Linked DNA regions of Arachis hypogaea: region 1 is linked to region 2. A link is a contact called in public Hi-C data. All regions are on one chromosome and are shown on one strand. The core of a region is the stretch at or near the end of the contact, and the rest is flanking DNA. Distances in the headings are between cores, read along the strand shown.

Region 1 (6,334 bases), core at 66-2,565, 650 kb after region 2:
GTATCATGTGACACATTTGATTATTAAATTAGATAATAATATATGATTATGATACATAATATAGATATATTTCAATTTCAATTTTAATATTTCAATTTTAATTTTAAAGCAATTAAAGAATGTCATGTTGTACATTTTGATTGTCAAATTAGTAATTAGTCATTGATATTAATATTAATAATGATATATAAAATAGATAGAGTGGTTGAACAAATGAGAGAGATAGAGAAAGAAAGATGGAGGAGGGGAGAACTCTTTAATTTTGGAGGGAAAGATTTGATTTCAATTGCAATGAGGGAGTGACATGTAGCACATTTTGGTTATAAAATTAGTATAGAGAAGAGAAGAATTCTTTAATTTTGAAAGGAAAAATTTTATTTAAATTACAACGAGAGAGTAATATATGACACATTTTAGTTGTAAAATTAGTAAGAAGGAGAGAAAAATTCTTTAATTTTGGAGAAAAAAATTTGATTCCAATTACAATAAAAAAGTGACATGTAGCATATTTTAGTTGTAAAATTAGAATAAATAATAGATATCACACAAAAAGAGGTTATATTAGTTAGAAATAGATTTGAAGATATAGAGAGGGATTAATGACTTCTTTTGTTAAACATGTGTAAGAAATCCAATGCGAAACAAAAACATTTCAATTTTACAGGCTTTATTCTTTTTCTCTCTTAAATCGTCATTCAAATTTAATAAAATTGATATTGGCATATAGTATATTTATTAGTTTCTAAATTTTATAGTTTTTGGAGGCTCAAGAATTTATTGATAAGGTAATATACGAGAAATTGTAAAAAATTTTTACTCGGTACAAATTTAAAAATTACTTTAGATCTATTTAAATATTTTTTTACAGTTAAATCTATAAATTCAAAAAAAATACATAATTATTTTTTTCTTTGTACTTTTTGTAGACAAATAAAAAATTCTTTAAATACAGATCAATATTTTAGCTTACCACTTGACAAAAGTTTATAAACAAAGATAAATATATAATATTTGAATATAACTCATCTTTTATAAATAATTTTGACGGAGAAAAATATTGAGATTGGTCTCTATATTAACTTTTTGGGAATTTAAATATTTATTTTTAAAATTTTTAGAAATTGATTTAGATAATTATTCTATCAAAAAATAAATTAAAGATCGATTTATCTACCAAAATAAAATTTTAAAATTAACCTATATATTAATTTATTTAAAAATTAAAATAAAATATTCACTTTTAAAATTTTTGAGACCTATTTGGATAATTAGTCTAGCTTCTATATTGGAAAACTACCGGTCAGTGTCATCTGCTGAAGACACGTATGAAAATTCATTGGCCTTGAACGGCGTAGATTTCATGGTTGAGTTCTTGAGCACCATGTAAGGCCATGCACGTGTCGCCTCAACACTTGTCCAGTTCTCCGTGCTCTGATTTTGCTCAATAAATATATTTTCTCTATCTGTCTCTGTTTCTCTCTCACTTTAACCTTCACCTTCCATAAGCTTCTCTCAGCTTCTTCTCATTTCAGGTACGCTTCTTTGTCTTCTCTCTCGAATCCTCAACACTGTTCATTGCCATTTCCTTCATCAGTGTCAAATTCTTCTTCTTTAAAATTCCTAATACACACAGGATTTCATTCTAGTATTGCATTTTTTTTTTTGGAAACCATATGTTAAGGTTTAAACTACGTTAAATGGATTATCGTCTGGGAAGGCTCGGAGTGAAAAGGTCTTAATTGTTATTTTAACCACGCTTGATTTCATTTCAATTTCCCTGATCAGTACTTTATCAACTTATGATTGTTATTATTATGATGATGATTAGTGTTAATTATTAGTTTGTTTGGAGATTTATGACGAAAAATGACTAAGTGAGTTAAACAGTGCTTCGGGCGAAGAAAAATGGCTAGACGGTCTAGTCGCACAATTTATGTTGGCAATCTTCCTGGCGATGTTCGCTTGAGGGAAGTAGAGGATCTTTTCTACAAGGTACTTTTATTTATTTGTTGTTATCTATTATTGTTTTTATTATATGTCCAAAAACATATATAAATTCAGGTTATCTTCACGGTTATGTTAAATAATTTTGGAAGTCTTTAAACATTGATCGTCACTTTTTGTTTAGTTTAGCATTTGGACGAGATATGGTTTCATTTCCGGAGTATATTTTAGGGGATAAAAAAGGCTGAATTAAGCAGTGAAGAATCCTTAATTCTATCAATTATTATGCATTGTTTCGTGGAATGGATCATCTCAATTGGAGATTCCACTTGACTATATCAAGTCTTGGTTTTCACCATTGATGGCAAGATTGATCCTTATATAAAACTTACAAGAGAATCTAATCAATAGTGAAGATCTATATTTGACTTGGTCAATTGAAATTTTCAGTTGAGCTTTGAAGTCTCATTCCAATTTTTTTTTTTCTTCCAGCCATGGTAATGGGGAACACAAAGTTTGTTTTGGAATGTCATTGTGGACAAGTACATCTGGAATTTGTTGCTGATGATCCTTAATTGTTTTGTTTGTCCTCTAATTGCAGTTTGGTCCTATTGTTGACATTGATCTGAAGATTCCTCCGAGACCACCAGGTTATGCCTTTGTGGAGGTGTGTCTGAATTTCATGTTGTAAGGATATGAGGCAGTATTTTCCTCAGGGTCTAGATCACTTTTTTACATTGTGTATTGAACATTATATTTTGCAGTTTGAGGATATCCGTGATGCTGAAGATGCCATTTACTATAGAGATGGTTACAACTTTGATGGTTTTCGGTTACGGGTCAGTGCATTTTTTCTTACTTTTCTTGTCCTTTGGAGTTACTTGGAACAATATCTTCAATTATTATGAACTTTTGACCTTTATTTGTTACTGTAGGTTGAACTTGCACACGGTGGACGGGGTCATACATCATCAGTAGACCGCTATAGTAGCTATAGTGGTAGTAGCAGTAGCCGTGGAGTTTCCAGGCGTTCCGATTATCGTGGTATGCATTATTTCTTCATTGAATTTTTTATAGCTATGTATCTCTCTATACTAGTTTATTCTTAGTTTTTTCTTTCTTTATTTTCTTATTTTCCATGGAAAGAAACTCTTCTTTTGTTGACTTTTTCTCTTTTTCTTCCTTTTTTCGTTGTTTTTTATTTTGTGTTTGTGTAGTTCTTGTAACAGGATTACCCCCTTCTGCTTCATGGCAAGACCTGAAAGTATGGACCGATTCTTCACTACAAACACTTGAGATATGCTAGAGTTTTAGCATGCAGGGGATTGATGGTATTTTTAATGTTTGCTGATTGTCGTTTTACATGGTTAGGATCATATGCGAAGAGCTGGTGATGTGTGTTTTTCTCAAGTCTTCCGTGAGCGTGGTGGTAAGCTTATTAAAATAGAAATTGGCTTAAGTTTCATATCATTTGATTTCAAAATGGTTAATGCTGATTGCTGAAGGGTGCTCAGTGCACAGCACACACATATCCACTGCCTAGATGTTAAGTTCAAGTAGAATGAGGAAATTCCTTTATGCCCTGCATTTTTTTTCCTTGCAAAATTAATGAGGAAGGGTAATGATACAAGAAGATTTAGATCTTAGGCATTGAGGGGTGAGATATAAAGTTGTCTTTGGTAAAACTAGTATTCGGGTTATTCAAGAAGTTGTTGGGATTGTTAGTTGGATGGGCTTGTAAGGGCTAAATAGTCAACATAATAATATTGAATCAGGCTAGGCAAGCACGTATATACTTTATAACTTCATATTGGTTTGTATACAACAATAATCTGTCATCTGAGATTTCGCCAAGCATCATATCAATCTTTATTTGAACAGAATAAGCTAGCCCAATGATATTGGCTATTTGAGTTGGTTATGTTTTCTAGTAATTTCAAATGGTGATACTGATGTAGGTGGCTGGGTGAATAACTTATTTTAGGGGGAAGTCAGTCTAGGAAAAATTGCCAATTGTCTCTTCATTGCAACTCTCAGATTAACTTCCTAGGCTTTTTTGAGCTAGTCTTTTTGTTCCAATTTTCACATGATTCATTAATGTTGGTATACTTGTAGGTATGACTGGGATAGTGGATTATACAAATTATGATGACATGAAATATGCTGTAAGTGTTGTAAACCCTTGTCATGTAATATTTTTCATGAGCTGGATTTTTCATGATATTAATATTTTTAACTATTACTGGTACTTTCTTACAGATAAGGAAGCTTGATGACTCGGAATTCAGAAATGCCTTTTCTCGGTCATACATACGGGTGGGTGGATATTATGTGTTACATCCTGCATACTATTTATGATTTTGGAATTTACTTATTTATTTATTTTTTGGTATATTTTGTAGTTTCTTTTGATACAGTCACAGTCTGGTCAGTTCGGATTTCTATGAATCCTGGATAACAATGATTTATTTGAATGCATTTGTGATTATGAACGAGAAAATACCTGTTATTTAGTTATTCTACACATGCTCAAAGAGGGAAAAAAAAGACTTCTTGTTATATGATATAAAGCAAATTGCTATTTGTTCCAGGTCAGAGAATATGATCGCCGGAGTTATTCTAGAAGCCCCAGTCGTGATTCAAGGAGGAGCTATTCGAGAAGCCTCAGCCGCAGTCCATATGTGTCGCGAAGTCGAAGCTATAGTCAAAGCCCTAGCTATAGTGACAGGAGCAGAAGGTTCACGTTGGTTGCATTGGTGAAGAATAATAAGTATAATTTTGGTAATTCAAAGAATTGACAAATTGTTCATATTTGCAGTTGGTCTCCAAAACCAAAGCATTCTCGGCGTTCGTTATCTCGCTCAAGGTCAGTTTCTACCTAGCCTTATTCTGTGTGCAGTTTAGTGCTTTCTGGTATGATTTTGTGAGATATGTATGCATCTGTCTAGGATAAGTTAAAATCTCCTTGTTAGTTTATGTGTGTCATCATTAGAATGACTAAGTGTGTGTTTGGACTGTGGTTGGTCAAACTGGAATTTGAATGGAAGTGATTTTATATAATTGATTTTTGGGTAGAAATATGTTTGTGTCAATATGATTTATGTTTGACAACTCTATACCAAACTTGATTTTGATAAAATAAATAGTTTGGATAATATTAGTTAAAATCACTTTTAGATAAATAATTACTAAAAAGGACATGACATTAAATTATAATGTTATTTTTTTTATACATGTTTAATTTTTTTAATATTTTTTCTTATATGTTTTTATATAGTATATTTTTAGTACTCTTAGTACTCTTTTTTAGTATGCCATGATTTTTTACTATTATTATTATTTATAGTTAATTTTTTTGTTTAATTTATTTTATCTAATGGGATCAGTAAATTATATTATAAAAAGATAATAATAAATATAATATACAAAAATTACTATTATAAAAATATATAATGTCAAACAAAAAATTAATAAAAAGTATAAATAATAAATAATAAAAAAAAGAACTCATATAAAAAGAAGTAATAAAAATTCTATAAATAATACAATAATATGTATAAAGGATAAACTTGGTAAAAGAAAAATAAATGTTGAATGTCACTTAAAATTATTGTTATCATCTGGGAACCGAGACTGTAGAACGTGTTCTATATCTATGGTGATTCGAAATTCTAGATGATGTATAAAATTCAATGGTGAAAATCTTTTTGCCTTCTCCATCTGGCTTATATTTTAGAGTAAAGTGACAAATAAACTCTTGAGGATTTACATTTCGGACATATTAGTCTTTAAAGGAAAAAAAAAAAGTACCAATAAAGTCTTCCAGAATAGCAGATGTGGACACACTACCTTCAAATTAGCCCCTATGATTAGAGTAGAAGGTCTTAATTTGAACTAACTTTTCCACGCTTGTTATCCTAGAGGATTTTTTTGGTACTTTTTTTTTAGGAACTAATCTGTTTGAAATGTACATCTTCAGGGGTTTATTTGTCACTTTACTCTATATTTTATTTGGGGATCAGGGATGAAATGACCCGACATACATCAATGTTGGGCTACACCACCAAAATCGTAGAAAACCTGCCCTCAAAGCCACTCATACTGATTTTATTTTATCTCGAGACAAAACTATTTTGTTGAGTTTGATTCTTCACTAAGATAAAAGATTTTACTAAATTAGATCCTCTTTAAGAACAAAATAAAAACCAACAGTATAAAAGAGTCTTACACTCTAATTATATAGTTCAATTTATATGATTCTTAAGTAATATATGATTTGAGATCTTAAAATTCTTTTAATTTTGAAGTGTATCAAATTACACCAGCAAGAGCAGTAGAGCACCCTTTTATTAGCAAATGAACACCCAGAACTTTTTATGCTATGGAAATT
Region 2 (6,218 bases), core at 61-2,560:
TAGTTCAAGTAAACATAATATCCAAAGCCTCAGTAAACCCATTTTCTATTCTTCAAATCCAGTGGCAATCAATCGGTTCCATCAAGATTGCCAATTTTTAATATGCTTCACCGCATCATGAATGGATGGCCATAACACACTGCAACTGCAACACTTTTAGTTACACTCACTAGTTCATATAACCCGGCTGCAAATCACAACGAACTAAAAAATAGCATTCGGTGAAGAAGTAGAACCCCATTGAAGCACGCATTAAATGTGCTCGAAGCAAACAAATACTTCTCTCTAGTTACTAACCAAATGGAACTAAAGTTACATGTAAGTGCATAAACCCCTGCTGCAATTTGCAAAGAACTCAAAAAATAACGATCGGCACAAGAACAGAACCCCGTTTCTGAGATAATCAAATGAAATAAAAGATTGAATGACCTGCTTGGATGTGTTGCCAGTGTGTGTTAAGTCACTAACTTGCTACTAATAAGAAACGAATAATGTAACACCAATTTTGGTCATAACATGGCTGAGCGGGTGAATCTATCTTTGGCCAAAAAAGATAAAAAAAAAATTGAATTTTTAACAAATTGAAAGGTTTCCAAGATCATAACTAACCAAAATATACCCTGTCTGTATTTCACAAAATGAAGGTGTAAAATCTCAATCTTTCATATATATTTGTTTCTGTCTTGTGTGTTGATTGATTAAGCTCAAGAGCACATCTAATCCGAGAAGATTATAAGAGAGAGAAGCTAACCGGAAGAGTAAGGTAGGAAGAGATGGAAGAAGAGGAGGAAAAGGAGGAAGCCATAATCGAAGGTCTTGGGTCCGAGAAGGCACTGGGACTGCTTCGATAACCGTACAACCACCACCATATTACAACCTCGATTTCATTGAATACACTCCAGACTCCACCCAACCACGCTGCAGTTGAATCCAAGCTCTAGTTTCTTCTTCTTCTTTTTGGACTGATTCTTCTTGTTCTTTTTGGACAATTGATTCTTCTTCTTCTTCTTCAGCTTTTTCCTTCGTTTTCCCTTGGGCTTAGAACAACCTGCCTCACTTTATCAAGAAAAAAACACAGAACTACAATTGGGCCACAAATACAAAAGACATGTGAGTGGGTGGGTGTGTTGTGTATTTAGGATTGGAAATTGTCTAATTCATTGACAAAAAAAAAATTTATGTTCCTTGGACCAACCAGAATAAAACAGGTACGTCAAGTTTATAAAGACCGTGAAAAATATACCGAAAAAATAAAACGAGAGAGAGAGTGTGTGAAAATATTTTCTATTTTATTCTTTTATTTTTGAAAATGATTTTCCTTTTCAAATTCTCATATCTTAGACACCAAAAAGCAATTCTCGTATCTTAAAAGATGCAATTAATTTGGCAAAGTGAATTTTGTTTCCAAAGATAAAAAGTAATATAAATATGTTGGTTGGTTTATTTCTAAAATGTATTTAGTGTCGAATTAAAAAAATAAAATTATATTTTTGCTAAATAAAAAATTTGAGTTAATCGATCAAATTTATTTATTACCTAATAGAGTATTTTTATATTTATTGTTTATTATATATTACTAATTTTACAATTAAAATATGTCATATGTTAAATTTTATGTTACTCTTTTATTATAATTGAAATCAAATCTTTTTCTCCAAAACTAAAGAGTTCTCTTCTCCTCTCTCTCTCTCCATTTCTCTATCTCTCTCATTCCTTCACTCACTCTATTTCTCTTATATAGGGATGTCAATGGGAAAGGGCGGAGGGCGGGGGGCGGGGGGCGGGGGATGCCTTCCTGCTCCCCATCCCGCCCTCAGATTTACTCTCCGTCTGCGTTTTCATTCTCCGCCGTGGGGGAATATTGCTCCCCATTCCCATTCCCATTCCCCACAGGGCCTTATTTCCCGCGGGGATCCCATTCCCAATCTGTCTGATAGTTCTAACTAATTATTAATTTCCATATGAATAGAGGTGTAAGTATCCATTCTATACAAAAACAACAAGATTTATACAAAAAGTCTAAACGACAAGATGATGACTTCTTTCGAAATGAAGCAGTGGGGGGACGCAATGGCGAGCCAGAGGACAGAGAAGAGGATAAGGTGGGAGATGCGGCAACAGAGAGGACAATGGACACGACAATAGAGTTACGGAAAGGAACGCCGCAAATAGAGAGCACGACGCGGTGAGGATCATGGCACAGTGAGGTGTGACGATACGGTGAGAAGGGAGAGTGACGAGAGGGTGGCTGCAAAGAGGTTGGATGGAGTATGAGCAGTGTTAGGGATTTCTAAATTAAAGAAGGGTTATGCAAATGAGGATTATATATATATGTGTGTGTGAAATGACTAAAAAACATATATGAGAAATAAACTATTAAGGACAATTTAGTAAATTTATGAATTTCGGGGATTAGCGGGGATGGGGCGGGGATCCCCGCTCGGGTCTCCGCGCCTGCCTCGGGAGAATTTTGTCTCCCGTCCCATCCCACGGAAAAAATTTCCCATAGTCGGATCCCCATTCGGGGCAGTCCCCGTAAGGATCCCTGCGTCTCAGGGAGTTTTACCATCCCTACTCTTACATATCATTATTCATTTTCATTATCAATGATTAATTATAAATTTAACAATCACAATATTCAACATGGCATTCTCTAATTACATTCAAATTAAATTAAAATTAAAATATTAAAATTAAAATATAGTTATATTATATATTATATTTATATATCTATTATTCTATTATATATTACTAATTTTACAACCAAAATATGCCATATGTCATTTTCTCATTACAATTGAAATTAAATTTTTTCCGCTAAAATTAAAGAATCTCTCTCCATTACTCTATCTCTCACATTCCTTCCCTCACTCTATCTCTCTTATATATCATTATCAATAACTAATTACAAATTTGATAATCAAAATATACAACATGGCATTCTCTAATCGTATTCAAATTAAACTAAAATTAAAATTAAAATTAAAATATAGTTATATTATATATTATATTTATATATTACTAACTAATTTAATAACTAAAATGTGTTACATGACACTCTCTTATTAAAATTTAGAAAAAAACATTTCTCTTCAAAATTAATAAACCTCCTCCTTCTTGCATTCTCTTATCTACTTCTCTCTCTCTTTCTCTTTTATTTATCTCTATCTTTCCCACTCTATATATAATTTATAATTTATAATTTATATTTTATATTATATTTTATATAATATCCTTTTTACTTTATTATATATTACTAATTTTACAACCAAAATGTGTCACATGTCATTCCTTCGTTGCAATTCAAATCAAAATTTTCCCTCCAATATTAAAGAGTTCTCTCATCTTCTCTCTCTGTTGTTCTATCTCTCTCATTCGTTCACTCACTCTATCTCTCTTATATATTATTATCATTGACTAATTACAAATTTGACAATCAAAATATACAGCATGGCATTCTCTAATAGCATTCAAATTAAATTAAAATTAAAATTAAAATATAGCTATATTATATATTATATTTATATATTACTAACTAATTTAATAACTAAATTATAATACATGACGCTCTCTTATTAAAATTTAGAGAAAATATTTCTCTCCAAAATTAATAAATCTCCTCCTTCTTACATTCTCTTATCTACCTCTCTCTTTTCTATTTCTTTCTATCCTTCTCATTCTATATAATTTATATTTTATATTAGTAGTTTGACAAATCAAAATGTATGTGTGACCAGATATTTTTTTATTACAATTAAAATAAAATTCTTTCTTAACTTCCAAAATTAACAAACTCTCTCTCTCATTCTTCTTCTTTATCTTTCTCTTTCTTTTCTCGCATTCTCTATTTTTCTCTACCTTTCTATTCTACAAAAATAAAATTAACAATATAATATAGTTTAAATAAAAAATATTATTATATGCATACTTTTTTATTTAGTTTTAAATTTTACTGCTTATCTTTCTAATATATATATATATATATATATTTACTTCTTTTTATTCAAATATTTATTACATATAATTTTAAAAAAATACTAATATTGTGATCAAAAGTTAGAATCAAGATTCAATCATTTTAAAAAAGTAAAATTTGAGTTAATTTTATAATTATCAATATAAATTTATTTTATGCTAATATCTAATTATATTTTTATACATACAGAGAAAAATATTATTTTTAAATAGAAAACATCAAAATTAATTATTATGTGTGCATCAGACTTATTAACACCAATGAAATATAAAATATACATATTAAATTGGGTAAAAAACCTAAATAAGCCAAGGAGAGCACAAATTTACATGATTAAGCCAATCCGAATTCAGCTTCATCAATCAACCAAAACACATTAATATGTAGTTCGAATCAGCTAAGCTCGAACTTCATTTATATATAATTCGAATCATGTTGATTCAAATTATGAGGAGTCACCCAAAACATGTAATTCGAATTCACCTAGTTCGAATTACACACTAACAGTAATTCGAACTAGGCTGATTCGATTTACTCACAAATACCAAGTCCTATGTAATTCGAAAGATGCTGATTCAAATTACACCATATACAATTCAAACTAGGCTAGTTCGAATTAGTGAGGACCAGACCTGTATATATATGGTGTGAAAGTGAGTTGCTCTCATTAGAGGGAGAAAATGGCTAGTGAGGAGAGTTTTGTAGCGTTGGTTCACCACAGAGGTTTGATTAAGAGGAAAACACGTTCCGGTGTGAAGTTCACTGATAATGATCCTCTCAGTATTTTTGTGAGGCCTACGACGAGCTATGATGACCTTGTTAACTCTGTACTGGTGAAACTTGGTCTGGAAGGTGTGAAACGGGTTAAGAAGTTTTTCTATCGCATTCCAATCACGGTGCTCCAAGAAACCGTGAAGTATGATTGTTTCACGATCGGGAGTGATGAGGACTTGCAGGTCATGTTTCATTGTCACCGGCAGTTTCCCGAAGTGAGGACACCAGAGCTGTTGGTAAAGTTGGTTGATGTGGTATCCAGCTCGGGAGGTTCGAACCAGAATACCCCCACTTTAGGCACGGTAGCCGGTTCTAGCTCCAGACCTGCCGTTGCTTCTTCCTCCGTCCCTGTGTACGAGCCACCCGTCCAGCCTGTCGCCTCCCCTTCGTTCGCTGTTGATCTCAACGGGAGTGTAGGCGACGAGGTTGGAACAGGAGAATTTATGCCGACCTCTTTATAGTGTGCTGCATCGGCGGGAGGTGGTTCTAGCTCTGCCACACAGCAGTACCCTCCATATTTTTCATCTTTGGACTTGGATGCCATGAGGCAGGAAGGGTTCCTGGGCAGCCTGCTGGATTTGGCGCTAGAGATGCGGAAGGGTCTGCAGGTCTGACAGAGTTTCAAGTTGGTCAGCAATTTTAGGATAAAGATAAGACCCTGTTAAGTATTAAGACTTACAGCATCCGCCGAGGGGTACAGTACAAGGTAGTGGAGTCAAACTATCGCCGATATCTGGGCAAGTGTTCTGAGTTCGGGAATGGGTGGACATGGTTGATTCAGCTGAGTCTCCGGCAGCGCAAGGACATTTGGGAGGTCAAACGGTACAATGGACTGCATACGTGTCTCACGACCTCCATCTCCAGTGACCACAGGAGTTTGGATTATCATGTGATCTCGGCATTCATTATGCTAATGGTTAGGGCTGATGCATCCGTTAGCATCAAGGTGCTCCTAAATGCCACGGCCGCACACTTTGGGTTTAGGCCGACGTACAGGAGGGTCTGGTTGGTGAAGCAGAAGGCTGTTGCCCTCATCTATGGTGACTGGGATGAGTCGTATAACGAGCTCCCTAGGTGGGTGTTAGGAGTTCAGTTGACGATGCCTGATACTATTGCAGTCCTTAGGACGAGCCCTGTTCGAGTTGGGGGACAGCTGGACGAGTCTCAAGTTTATTTTCACAGACTGTTCTGGACGTTTCCACCGTGTATCGAGGCATTCCGTCATTGCAAGTATGGGAGAACGTTGCTTGTCGCGATTGCACATGACAGGAACTCCAACATACTCCCTGTTGCATTCGCACTAGTCGAGGGTGAGAATGCTGAGTCCTGGTCCTTCTTTCTCTCCCACCTGCGTCAACACGTGACACCGCAGCCGGGTTTGCTGGTTATATCGGACAGGCATAACGGCATCAAGGCCGCGCTTGAGGCTCCCGACGGAGGATGGCTACCTCTAGCTGCATACCGTGCA

What was found. A called contact is a pair of places that touch in the nucleus more often than the background predicts.
Region 1: a contact with region 2 is called in a Hi-C map of leaf, with 2.3 times the contacts expected there. The contact joins the promoter of LOC112775264 here to the promoter of LOC112776479 in region 2. A contact is called at or near these places in 2 of 8 Hi-C or Micro-C datasets (both in leaf).

What each region holds. Positions count from the first base shown.
Region 1 is chr19:38,865,576-38,871,909 of arahy.Tifrunner.gnm2.J5K5, forward strand. LOC112775264 (serine/arginine-rich splicing factor SR30) reads left to right here and starts at 1,316. Exons shown (of 14, transcript XR_011877026.1): 1 at 1,316-1,532; 2 at 1,888-1,992; 3 at 2,546-2,611; 4 at 2,709-2,783; 5 at 2,880-2,988; 6 at 3,162-3,208; 7 at 3,316-3,373; 8 at 4,060-4,109; 9 at 4,204-4,260; 10 at 4,536-4,681; 11 at 4,763-4,810.
Region 2 is chr19:38,220,454-38,226,671 of arahy.Tifrunner.gnm2.J5K5, forward strand. LOC112776479 (folate-binding protein 1) reads right to left here and starts at 1,311. Exons shown (of 4, transcript XM_025820667.2): 1 at 752-1,311. The coding sequence starts at 869.